2 separate regions of the Cricetulus griseus genome follow, and region 1 is linked to region 2. Evidence: chromatin contacts called from public Hi-C data. All regions are on one chromosome and are shown on one strand. The core of a region is the stretch at or near the end of the contact, and the rest is flanking DNA. Distances in the headings are between cores, read along the strand shown.

What was found. A called contact is a pair of places that touch in the nucleus more often than the background predicts.
Region 1: a Hi-C map of liver shows a contact between it and region 2, with 3 times the contacts expected there. The contact joins two enhancer-like sites. A contact is called at or near these places in 5 of 8 Hi-C or Micro-C datasets (the CHL-YN cell line, the CHO-K1 cell line, fibroblasts and 1 more).

What each region holds. Positions count from the first base shown.
Region 1 is chr7:122,429,023-122,435,482 of CriGri-PICRH-1.0, reverse strand. Arsg (arylsulfatase G) reads right to left here. Exons shown (of 12, transcript XM_027425812.2): 12 at 5,792-6,460. It overlaps Wipi1 (WD repeat domain phosphoinositide-interacting protein 1), which reads left to right. Exons shown (of 13, transcript XM_027425823.1): 10 at 647-754; 11 at 1,378-1,496; 12 at 2,072-2,172; 13 at 5,325-5,872. The coding sequence ends at 5,372. Among named protein-coding and RNA genes, the nearest start is that of Wipi1, 35 kb to the left of the region's middle. Within about 2 kb of position 4,747, at least 1 of the 6 cell types and tissues checked has open chromatin away from gene starts, as enhancers often do.
Region 2 is chr7:122,168,083-122,174,535 of CriGri-PICRH-1.0, reverse strand. No RefSeq gene overlaps it. Among named protein-coding and RNA genes, the nearest start is that of Rgs9, 16 kb to the right of the region's middle. Within about 2 kb of position 1,410, at least 1 of the 6 cell types and tissues checked has open chromatin away from gene starts, as enhancers often do.

The DNA of each region.
Region 1 (6,460 bases), core at 3,498-5,997, 260 kb before region 2:
ACAATAAAAAGAATAATTTTTAGGGGCTAGGAACATAGTGCAGCCAGTAAAATGCGTGCTGCAGAAGCAGAAAGACTGGTGTTTGAGCCCTAGAGCCCACATAAAAAGACTGGATGAGGAAGGGTGTGCAGGACGTCCCACTGCAGGACAGTGGAGGCAGGCGGGGCCCTAGGGCTCTCTGGCCTAATCGAGGAGTTCCAGGCCAGTAAGAAGCTCTGTCTCAAGAGAAGGGGACAGAACCTGGAAACTACAACCCAGGTCGCCCTCCGCATGCATGCTCACGCGCGTACAAGTAAACCACACATGTTTATAAACCCAGACAGTGTTCCATTTTCCATCACCTTTGAAGTCAGAGACACATACAATATAGAGACCTCATCCCATCTAGGGACACCAATAAGCTGCCAGTAGCCTTCCACAGGTGCTGTTTTCTACATGCAATAATTTTGTCCCATCCCATACAAAACCCAGAAATAATCCTGAAAGTAGATGATCAGGTAGGAATGTAAAGGCCTGGCCAGAAGTCCCAACTCTGGGCCACTGAGCTAAGGGTTTTTCAAAGGCAGAAGTGCTAGAGACAGGAATGGGGGAGTGAAGCTTTGCCAGCTGACACCACATCTGTAGCAATCCATCACTTGTCTCCTAGGATCCAGAAACTGCCGCGGCTGCTAGTGGCCTCCTCCGATGGACACCTTTACATCTACAATTTGGACCCTCAGGATGGAGGGGAATGTGTCTTAATCAAAACCCACAGGTGAAGATCCTAATTGCCAAACAGCTGTTCAGGAACGTGTTGGGGACAGTGACCCACCCCAGTGTTCTTGCTCCCTCCCGGCAGTCTCTATGGCAAGCCTCCGAGCAGGCTCTGCTTCAGCTCAGTCTGTTGGCTACCCCCTTGCCTGCTGTCTGTTCCTTTTGGGACAGCGCCCAGACACATAACATAATAACCCAAATGAGATGTCCCCTGTTTAGCCTATCCCCCTGGCACAGCCCTGAAGAACACAGTGAATAGTCAAAAATGTTCACAGAGTCATATGTCAAAGTTCCTAAGATTCTGTGACATGTGCAGGCTGACCAGTGGTGGACTGGATACCTTGAGCTGCCACGGCACCTCACCCAAGACCTTGTGAGCATGTCTGGCCTGAAAACACCAGACGAGCGGAGGGCGGGGCTTCGCTTACTCATATAAGTGATGGATCATGTTGAAGGTGCATGGCTGACCTACTTGGGTACATGCTGATCTGACAGTGTCCTGTCAGGTCTGTAATTTACTCTCAAACAGCAAAGTGCGAGCCGCCTCGCCCTTTTCCTCGTGAAGGTGTTCTGGAGATGCGCTGACTTCTTGTATCCTTCTTCCTTTCTGATTGCTGCAAATAGTTTGCTCAGCTCAGGAACAACAGACGAGAACAAAGAGAATGACCTCAGACCTTCGGTACCTCCATCTTACGCAGCAACTGTAGCGAGGCCCAGCACATCTGCAGCTTCCACTGTGCCAGGTGAGTGGCTGGCCGTGGGGTCCCCCCCCCCAGGGCTGCCTTCTCCTCATGCTGTTATCTTAGGCTGAGCACTGTCCGTGTTCACTGTGTTATTTCCTCACTGTGAGGCCTGGAAATAGTCTTCAACCTCAGGTCACTAGCACTGGAGGGTGTAGCCCAAGGTTTGTTTTCCCCCTCCCTCCCTTCTTTCTTTTTGTTTGCTTTCTTTAAGACAGGGTCTCACGATGTAGACCAGACTGGCCTCAAACTCACAAAGATCCACCTGCCTCTGCCTCCCTGTGCTGAGACTAAAGGCACCAGTTAATAAGCAGTAACCCTTTGCTTCTTGAAGAGTTCCAAAGAGCCCGAGTTTCAGATGGGAAGTGGATGAGACCTGCCTGCCTCTCAGGGCTCAGGGGCTAGATTGAGGAGAGGATTTAGAATCACCTGAGCCGACCCTCTATTTGGAAAGCAGAGATGCATCCCCCATTGCTTCCATTTTCCCCTTTTCTCAGGTCCTGGCCCTCCAGCACCCACCATGGAGTGCCCACCCACCATGGGGAGCCACCTGTTTCATTTCTAACTCTTGCTTCCAGGTTACTCTGAGGACGGTGGGGCACTCCGAGGAGAAGTTATTCCAGAACACGAGTTTGCAACGGGACCAGTGTGTCTTGACGATGAGAATGAGTTTCCCCCTGTGAGCATTCGGAACCCTTAACAGAGTTACTCCATCTGTGTGCCTGGAAGAAAGCAAGCTTTGCCTCCACAAGAGGCAAAGTCACTGCCCCGTGCTCTAGCTCCTAACCACTAATCCTCTTTCAAATGCTCAGAGTCCTAGGGCACCCACTTTGCAGTTTCAGACCCCAGTTGGTGTGGTGCTTGAAGCCTGATAGCAATACCATAACCAAATACTAACCTGGGTCACCAGAGGCCCAGACTCCTTGCCTCTGCCTCTGTGCCTACACTGCCTTTGCTGCTTGTGAGGTCGGGGTTTCTGCCTGGTTTTCCAAGGTGCCTAGGAATGCCCTTGTAGGATGCTGCCTGTTACTTGTTACTGAGTTAAAGGGGCTAGGTCATGTCTGGGACTCTGAGCTGGCTACAGGAGGAGCCCTGCCTGCAGCTCTGGCTTTGCACTCTTGAACATCCCCAGGAGCTTCGGGCACTCCCCAGGAAACCAGATGTATAAAGCCAGTGTGGGTGGCATGAGCTCACCTGGACACCTTCAGCAAGGCTTCCCAGCAACCTACTTCAGCTTGCTGGTAGTAAGAGACACCATGGGTGGCTGAGCACTGGACTTGGCTTCTACCAATGGCTGGAGGAAAGACTCTCCCCCTACCCTGGGGACTGTCAGGGCCTCCTTAGCTGCTACATCTTCAAGCAGTGTGCACCCCTCCTGTGAATTTCCGTTAGAAAACACACTAGTGGCTAGGGACGTGGCTCAGTTCGTAGAGTGCTTGCCCACGTAGGAAGCCCGGGGTTCAGTTCCCAGCAGCACATTAAACTGAGTGTGGTCGTGCACTCCTGTGATTCTAGTGCTTGGGAGATGGAGGCAGGAGTGGAGTATCAGACATTCAGGCTCATCTTGGCTACATAGTGAGCTCAAGACCAGCCTGGGCTACCCAAGGCCCAAACAAACAAACAAACAAATCCCAACAGGCAACTTGAAATTGTTTCAGATGGATACAATGCCATATCAGGACTTAGGGAATAGAAGGGAGTGCTCCTGTAGGCCCTGAAGAGGGTGAGGCCCCCTTTTCGTGTGAATAGGAGGTATATGTGACTTCCATATTGGCTTTGTAGATTGCAGTTTGAAATTTACATTTTTGGACTTGGATAAGCAAGTTGACAAACATATTGCCACCAAGTGACATTAATATAGTAATGGTAGGAAGGAGTAGTTTTTTTTAACAAAACAAAAAAACTATGCATTTTAAGGCAGCCATTGGCCTACTGCCTAAACCAGTGGTACCTTTGGGCTTCCACAGTGCCACCTAGAACTATAAGGAGATTTTATGTCTTCTGAAAGTTAGTGGTTATTTGACTGTTTAACTGACATTACATCTCCCCAGAGCCACAGCATTCTAGGTCAGACAATGGGGACAAACATGACCAGAGCATCCTAGTCTGCCTAGGTCTGATGCTCGATTGGTTCTGTTTTAGCAATTTTGGTAAAAATCTGAGGCTGCTGTAGAAGACTGATACATCTCAAATTAGTCTTCACTGTAATCAGAGCAGAACTTGCAACTTCCTGTGCTTACAGAATTAGAGTAATTTGAACAATGGCATGTAGGAGGTGGTCTCTTGCTGAAGGAACCCTGTATAAAATAATAACCCCAGTAAGCCATTTTCCTGGTGGGGAGGAGGATCAGGGATGCTTAATTTAGGAACTTGTGTTGAGGGGTGTGGATTAATGATGGTATATAGGCCTAGCATGTAAGAAGCTCTGCGTTCCATGCTCAGCCTCCCCCATATACACACCATACACACACACACACCCAAAACTACTAACGTTCAAATGTGTCGCAGGCATGCTCACCTAAACACTGCTAGGACATTGGATACAAACTAGTTGTCCCATCTTCCTCTTAAAGAGCAAATTTGTGAAAGTTGGCTTAAACTGCATTTAGAATTCTTGTCTAGGCTAGGGATGTGGGTAGCTCAGGGAATGGGCACTGGGTCCATCCATGACCTCAAAAAAAAAAAAAAAAAAAAAAGTTTATACACAAATTCTCCCTGCCAGTAGTGTTTGTCAGTAAACAAGTTCCCTGAACTGTTAGAGTCCAGCTATGGTGGTGGCCTCTGGGTGCCTGCAGGTGCTGGGTGTCATGGGTGCCTCCAGGCCCAGACTGTTCCACAGCCTGCAGGCCGATGGAGAAGAGGAGCCAATGTTCCAGCTGAGGTCCTGGGTCAGCAGCAGGCAGGCTCCTCTGTCTCCAGGCACAACGAGCAGAGTCCAGAGTGCTGCTGGGCTGCTGTTCAGTGCAGCCGTCTCAGTCATGCCCCTGTAGCCTGAGTGTTGGACTGGGCTTCCTAGGAAAGCCCCCTCTCCCTGGCTGATTCTGAACCACACACCTCTTGCAAATACTTTCCCAGAATGCCCATTTTTTCTCACCATTCTTTAGAAGCTTCCGAGACTACAAAAGGATCTGTGGAGTCTCAGCTTAGCAAAATCACTTCCCTTTTTGGTGGGAATATTGGGCTCACTGGTGGAGTCAGCCTCCAGCCCCTGGGCCTCTGCCTTAAGCCTGTGAGTCATCACTAGCTCCCTTTACAAAGTAGACCGCCACTGCCCTCCCTCCCAGTGTCACTTTCCTCTTTGGGATTGAGTTCGCTTGGAGACCAGCAGGAGAAAAGCAAGCCTATCATCTCTGGTGCCCTGGGAAAGGCTTTGAGGAAGGCCAGCAGCTTTTGCTTCATTAGCAAGCCAGCATGCAATCTGTACTCTGTGACACTACCCTTAACCCAGTGAGTGAAAGAAAGAACAGCTTCTCAGACCAAGAGCCTATGCTGACGTGTTGTGTTCTTTTTACAGCCATTTTAGCAGTCCATGTTTACAAGTAGGATGAGCCTTTAGAAAAAAGCACCACATGTACATACAAAGCATACATGTGGACACATGCAGTTTCTAAACAGTATTGTTAGGATCTGTTCACAGTTGTCCACACCTACATAAGTTGGGTGGATTTTTCCATGGCCATGTGTGAGGGTCAGTCTGTGGTCATGTATAAAAGTTTCAAAAGATTTGGCCTCCCCTGCTGACCCACACAGCAAAGACCAGTGGGTAACCCAGCCTGCCTCCCCCAGCCTCTTCCCGAGGAGAGTAAGGCCCTTCTGTTTTGATTTTGGTAGATAATCTTGTGCCGCGGAAGTCAGAAGGGCAAAACGAAGCAATCCTGACAAGAAGCGCACCCCAGAAGTCAGGACACCCCCTGTCGGGTGGTTTTGGAGAAAACAAGGACAGTGGAAGAAACGGAGTGCAATCAGTTGTGTGAGCAGAGAGGGAAGGGAGGCAGGAATCCCGGGTGCCTCTGCCTGAGCCATAGAACGTGGTCAGTCCCCTCAGCCGTGGCTGGACTGGGTGGGTGAGGAGAACGTTGGGGTCATGTCATGCTATTTAAAATACCTTCAAACCACAGTGTAAATGCTAACTAACCATATTGGTCTATAACCGGAATTTTATATTAAAAAGGGCATCCTTGTTAAATGTATGCTGTGTTTTAAAAAAAAGAAAGTACTTAGTAGGAAATCTCTTTGAATTGTGTTTCTTGTATATTACAGACATAAAGAGAGAGAAATTATTTTAGCCAGGCAAAGTATTTTTGCAGTGATTGGAATAAATCATTTATTACCCTTGAGTCCCATTTAGGACACTAATTAAACAAAATCATGGCAATGCATTTGTGAGTTGTTTACGTTTTTTGTTTTATTTCTTGGAAGTTGTGGGGGCTTGGAGGAAATCTTAAATCTTATTTTAAAAGATGATTTTTAATATATGAGTGTTTTGCCTACATATATGTATGTATATGCACCACGTGCATGTCTGGCATCCTCAGAGGCCAGAAGAGAGTGATGGGTCCTCTAGAGCTAGTGTTACAGTTTAAGCCACCATGTAGGCATTGGGAGCAGAACCCAGATCCAGTGCGCTTAACTGATGGGCCATTTCTTCAGCCCTAAACTCCTAAATCTTTATAGTCTGCCCATTTGACATTCACAAGAGAGAGGGCCCATGAGTTCTTCTGCTCCAGGGCCTGGGAAGACCTAACTTCCTTTTAGCTCTGTGTTATTCAAGGTGTCTCAAAGAAATACAGCAACAATGTAGTCTCCCAGACCTTCGTCCAGATCTTCTGGGCCATTCTGCATTTTGCAAGATCCCCACCATTTGTATGGGTATTGAAGATGGCTGAGCGCTACAGACCGTCAGAGTGAGTTTGCTCTCCAATGGACCAGTGAAACTGGGGACAAGGTAGAAACTGAAACTAATAAGA
Region 2 (6,453 bases), core at 161-2,660:
CAACTGGGGACCAAGTGCTCCAGGACCTGAGCCTACGGGGTGTTTCTCCTTCCCACCGTTACAGCAATGTTGACTTATTTACTTATTTCTGACGAATGTAAGATCACATTGGTAAGTTTCTCGGTATTGCTAAAACTGTAGAAGACTTGAACATTTTTCATCTGTGCGGCTGTCACATGGTCCTGCTTCTATACCTATATTAAACTCTACAAGGTGTTATAACTCTTGGCTTGATGCCATGCTCATCAGCCAGCGTCATGCTTAGATTTGCCCTTCCTGGCACTTTCATTCCTTCCTGCATTTCCATGTCTCTGACTAGGGTCACACACTTTCATTGTGAAGATCTGTGACTAAGAAATTATTTTGAAGGCTGTTGCTTATTGCTTTATGAAACCAGCAGAAAATTATATTTTATACAAATAGTGTGCCCTTTCCCTATGGAGTGATACTATTTCACTCCAGATACACGGAGGAGGACCTACGCCCTCCCCCAAATGATGTGACAGACTTTTCTGATTCCCCCATGGAAGGCTTCACCATCCTTGGGGAGTGGGTGGGGGGTGGGTTTCCGGGATAGGTAGGGGGCATGGGAGGGAGAGGGAATGGAGGAATGATATATAAAATGTTTGTAAATTATTTTTAAAAAGTAGATAAAAAGTGAAAAATAAAAAAAAATAGTATGCCTTTTTCTTTTCTCCATTTGATATTCCGTGCATTCTCAATTGAGGACCAGTGTCATATCTCACTTAGGGTGAGGGCAAAGAAGCTGAAAAAAGCACTGATTGAAATTACTGAATGAAGGCGAGGGAGTCAACACATCATGTATTAGAATTCCTACATCATATATATATGTGTTACATATAATCATATATATACATATATAATACATATATAATCATATATATACATATATATAATAGGTGGAAATGTCAGATTTATTCAGAAAAGAAAATATACATGCCAATAGATTTTCACAAACAGAATGAGGCACATATACATTAAGCATTAAATTGTATTCAAAGAATCAAAATTACTTACTATCCAAGCAGATGGCTTCCTAAAGAAATGTGTCTGACTTCTCACTCTGTGGCTGTCTTCCCTGGACCTCCCTGATTGCCCCATCTGTGCCCCATCGTCTTGCCAAGGTGCCTACCTCAATTCAGTTCAACGCTGCTCAGGCAAAACTGTGCCAGGGGCTTCCAGCCAGCCTTCTGGCTTCCTCAGCACTTTATAGAGAAAGACCCTTTCTCTAGGACCCTCATTAGCATGTCTTTCTACATGTTGTTCCCTGAGCTGCTCTGGAGCCTGGGAGTCTGGCTGCTCTGAGCGGTGGCCTGTGCATGGCATCAGGGGCTCCCTCTGATTGTACCATTTGTCAGCTGTGTCTTGGTGTCCTGTACCAATTAGGTCTAGAGAGGCTGCTGGCTGGGGTGCCTGCTCTGGCAGCTGTAGCTTGAACTCTTTTGGAGGGAAGACTGGACATGAAATCTGAGTGGCCGGCATTCATCAAGCGCCTATTGTGAGAGCCTCTGGGCAAGAGTTCTACAGAGTGTTTCACTCTCCTTCGCAACTCTGTAAAGAAAATGCTATTAGTCTCCAATTGTTCAGTGGTGTGTGTGTGTGTGTGTGTGTGTGTGTGTGTGTGTGTGTGTGTGTTTTGCAAAAGTTTGTGAAGACAACTTTGATGTAATTCCTCAGGAACGGTCCACCTTAGTTTTTGACACAAGGCCACTCACTAGTTTCCTGGAACTTGCTCTTTAAGCTAGAATGACTAGCCAGATGGCCACAGAGATCTGTCTGCCAATGCTGCCCCAGAGCTGGGATGATAGGTGCATGATACTGTGTCTGGCTTTTTAAAAAGTTGTTGATTTATTTTTATTTTTTTATACTTACTCCTCAGCATGGTGTCACAAGCCTTTAATCCTAGCACTTAGGAGAGAGAGAGAGAGAGAGGGAGGGAGAGAGAGAGAGAGAGAGAGAGAGAGAGAGAGAGAGAGAGAGAGAGAGAGGCAGATCTTTGTGAGTTCAAGGTCAGTTTGGTATACCTAGTTTCAGGACAGTCAGAGCTACATTGTGAGACCCTGTCTCAAACAACAACAAACAAAAGTAATTTGTTTCATTTTTGTATAGGAGTGTGTGAGTATTTTGCCTGCATATGCTTATGTGTGCCACGTGTGTTTTGCCCTTGGAAGTCATAAGAAGAAACTAGAACTCCTGGCATTGGATTTACAGATGGTTGTGAACATTGTGTAGGTACTGGGGACTGAACTGGAGTTCTCTGCAAGAACAAGTGCTCTTAACCACTGAGCCATCTCTTCATCTCCTGCACCTGCCTTTTTACATGGGAGCTAGGAGGTGAACTCAACTCCTCATGCTTGCACAGCAAGCACTTTACTCCTGGATCCATTTGTCCAGACCCCACTCTTCAATTTTAAAGAGAGAAACTCACAGAAAAAGCATTGTGCTCATGACCACCCTGCAAGGAAGTGCAGAGAGGATCTAGACCAGGTCTAGCTCTTGCTCTTTGCTCTAGGGCTAACCTCATCTTTAAGGCTTGTCATTGTGGCTGCTACTCTGTGACTAGGTAGTTTCTCTATTCTCTGAAGGAACAGGAGCTGGATAGGAACTTGGAGCCTACTCAGACCGCATCCCTCATTTTATTGATGAATGTCCCAAGACTTGGAGCAGGTTAGTGAACTCGCCAATGTCATGCTGCAATGAATGGCAGATCCATAATTGGTTGTGTCTGTTTCTTCTTTTTTCAACTATTGTACTTCTCCTGATGGCTCTCATCAGAGGACTACTCCCATGATAGAGCTTTGGCCCTCTCGTGGACTTAGTCAACTTTTCAATCCCTGTCTCACCCCCCCACCCCTTACACAGCAAGGTGTTTGTTTCTACCTCAGATTGCCAGTGGCTGCTTTTGACTTTTCAGTTGGAGCACTCAAGCCTGACCATGACCTTCCTTTACCCAGATTGTGGTTTTCTCCCACCCATTTCCATCACCACAGTGACAGGAAGGGATGAAAGCCACGGCCTTGACTCAGAGCTTGGCTTTCTGTGACACTCAGTAGCTTAGGACTCTAGTCTGTCTCAGGCTCAGAGTGGACCTGGGAGATTGTAGCTATTCCCTGGAAGGACAGTAGTCTTCACCTTCCTTAGGGTGATGATGTCTCTCCTACTCTCTGGCACTCATGGAGGTTGCAATGCGGAGGCCACACGAGCATCTGCTCCTGGGGACAGAACCCAAACCAACCAGAATGGATCCATCTTTGCTTAGCTATCCATGCAGCAGGTGATTCTACACAATAATGCCTTCTGTGGCTCGACAAGAGTTCATGAAAGTGGCATAATAAAAGTGGTACTGTGATGATGACTAACCTTATGTACCAACTCGACTAGGTGGATGGATGTCAAGATAGCTGGAGGAAAATTATTTTGACATATTATTATGTACAGTCTGGAGAAGGATCCACAATAACCATATTTTCAGTCCCAGATAAGTGAGCTTATTAAGTGTATAGCAAGACAAAGTAAAAGACCAAATAACAAATGGTAGACAGACAGTAAAGCGTCACCAAATTGGGCTCTCTTGCTTTGTTTCATCCATACCCACTTTCCAGTCACTCCAAAATTCCCTATGCTTCTGCATGGTAGCCTCCACCTCTCCAACTTCGCTGTTAAAGCTCCCTCTGCTGGAAGCCTCTGTCTCATCTTTTCATCCTTCTTTGCCTCCTCTCCTTCCTTCCCTTTCTGGATGACAGGATCTCATGCAGGCCAAGGTGGTCTTGAATTTACCATGAATCTGAGCTTGAACTTCTCAATCTCCTGTTTCCTCCTCAGTTCTGGCTTTATCAGTGCATGTCACCACATCCAACTAGCTCTGGTTTTCAGGATTGGTCCCAAGCATTATTTCTCTTTAGCCTTTGCTGAGATGCTTCTGTTCAGAGTCAACCATTCCTACTGTAACATGGGCGGGGGGGGGGGGGGGTGTAGGCTGCACTTTAGAAGCTTGGATTTTAGGAGGGTTCCTTGAGCTCCCAACAAGCATTTCACTGTTGTGTAGACTATTAGTGCAATATTGGGCACTTGTTCTCGTTCTGGGAGTCTGCAGTCTTGGTTCATGCCATGTGGATAGTGCCTTTATAGTCATCCCCCAATGAGTCTGAGCCCGGAGATGCTGAAAAGCTTTCAGATAGATATTTCACACTTGTTATGACCCATTGCCTGAATCGTGAACTGTATCCTGATTCCGCTGAGCAAGGACTCTTGGAAGCATGTACCCACTGGCTTCTAGATGGCCCCATGTGCCCTTCCCCACTGTTAATTTTGCTTTGTGCCTTTTCACTGTAACGCACCATAGCCACACAGATGGCTATATAGTGAATCCTCCATAAAAATCACTAAGATGGCTTGTCTTGGCACTCTGCACCACGTGGACCACACACCTCATGCAGATTCCTTGCATTAAAATCTCATTCTTTCCAGCAGTCTTATTATGACACTCACTTTGTCATAAAGGATGGGTCTGTCCCATCTACCTTGTCACTCCTCGGTTATCAGGACACTGAGTTCTGCTGCCCAACAGAGGATATTCTTCCATTTACAGATGCAAGACATCACCTCCAGAAGCCCCAGGTGCCACCCATTGCCCCAGAAGGATGTTAGAACACAAAACTGCTGTCAGGGTAGATTTGGGTATTCCTCTCTAAGGGAGCCCTTACAGCAGCAGTCTGTCTATCAAGCTATCTTTTCTCCAGGTGATGCCTCAGATACAATGAGATCCTTATCAGGCATATATGGAAATCAGCCTAGCTGAAATTTCTCATTCCCCATCCTCCCTCCCTCCCCCTCTGTCTCTCTTCCTCTCTCTCCATCCCTCCCTTCTTCTCCCCTCCCCCTCTCTCTCCAGGGTTTCTCTGTGTAACAGTCCTGGAACTCAGAGAGCTACCTGCCTCTGCCTCTTGAGTGCTGGGATTAAAGGCGTAGGACACCACTTTGGAGCCTATCCTGGCACTCGCTCTGGAGACCAGGCTGGCCTCGAACTCACAGATCCTCCTGCCTCTGCCTTCCGAGTGCACTCCCCCTCCATTTTTAAGGCAGGATCTCACTGGCTGACTTTTAACTCACAGAGATCTGTCTTCACTCCCTGAATGCTAGAATTAAAGGCATTGTGCCACTACCCCCAGCTATCCATATTTTTTTGGTAACCACCATATGTACATAGCTTCCACAGATCATATGCTTATAAGAGTGACTCCTATCAATATGGCCAAACCTGTGGGATTTTTTGCATGATATTTGTGTGTGTGGCATTTATGTATGCACACATGCCACAGAATGCATATGATCATAGGGCAACTTGTGAGAATTTGTTCACTTCTATGAGATGGGTTCTTGGGATTAAACTGAGATTGTCAGGCTTAGTGGCAAGTGCCTTTATCCTCTGAGCTATCCTGCTGCCCCAGATGTAGCTTCTTACCAGAGAGTATCGTTCTCCCCAGTGAGATGCAGTTGATTAGGTAAGGTCTCTTGTGCCATGAGTAGTATGTTTGGCAACAAAGTCAACATATATCTATAGCTCTACACCCATGGGCACCATACACCTATAGCCCTACACCTATGGCTATCATACATTTATAGCCCAATACCCATGTGTATATGGGCAGTACTAACTGGACTCAATCAGTTGAAGAGGAGATGAAGTTAAGAGGGAGATAGGTTTGGGAGATGTAGGAGTGGGTAGTGACAGATGGATACACATTGTATCATTCTTTAAAAATAGACACATTTTTTAAAACTTACAAATGGACATAGGATCTTAACATAACCAACTTCCGTGACAGCTCCCAGTGACCTCTGAATCTCATGCCCATGCCTCTTCACTGGGCTATGGAGTCAGTGACATCCAACTTCCGAGGCTACATTACAAAGGCTGTGACAGCTTCTGTTTCCCTCTCTCACTCATCTACTCCAGGAAAGTCAGCTGCTGTGCTGTGAGGATGTGTAAGCACTCTGATGAAGAGGACCATGTTGTCGGAAACCAAGATCTCTTGACAACAGTCACATGATAACACTGCCTTGGACGTAGAGTCTCCAGTCCCATTAAAACCTTCAGAGGCATGTAGCCCTAACTGGGCTGGACCAAACATTTTCATCTCTCTGAATTTACTTTCTTAGGGCTGCTCTATAGATTGTGACTCTATAGATTATCCTCATTGTCTCTCTGTCTCTCTCTTCATCCCCCAAACAAGATATTCTTATGCAGGCCTAGGTGTCCTTGAGCTCATAGAGATCCTCCTGCTTCTGCCTCTTGAGTGTTGGGATGAAAAGCATGTGTCACCAGTCCTGGCTTATTTTCTTTCTTGCATCCTTGGAGATAGTGGGTTTTATTCTAGGATTTTTTCCCCCAGCACAACTCTGTGTTGATTCATTTACAAACCCAACATTTCC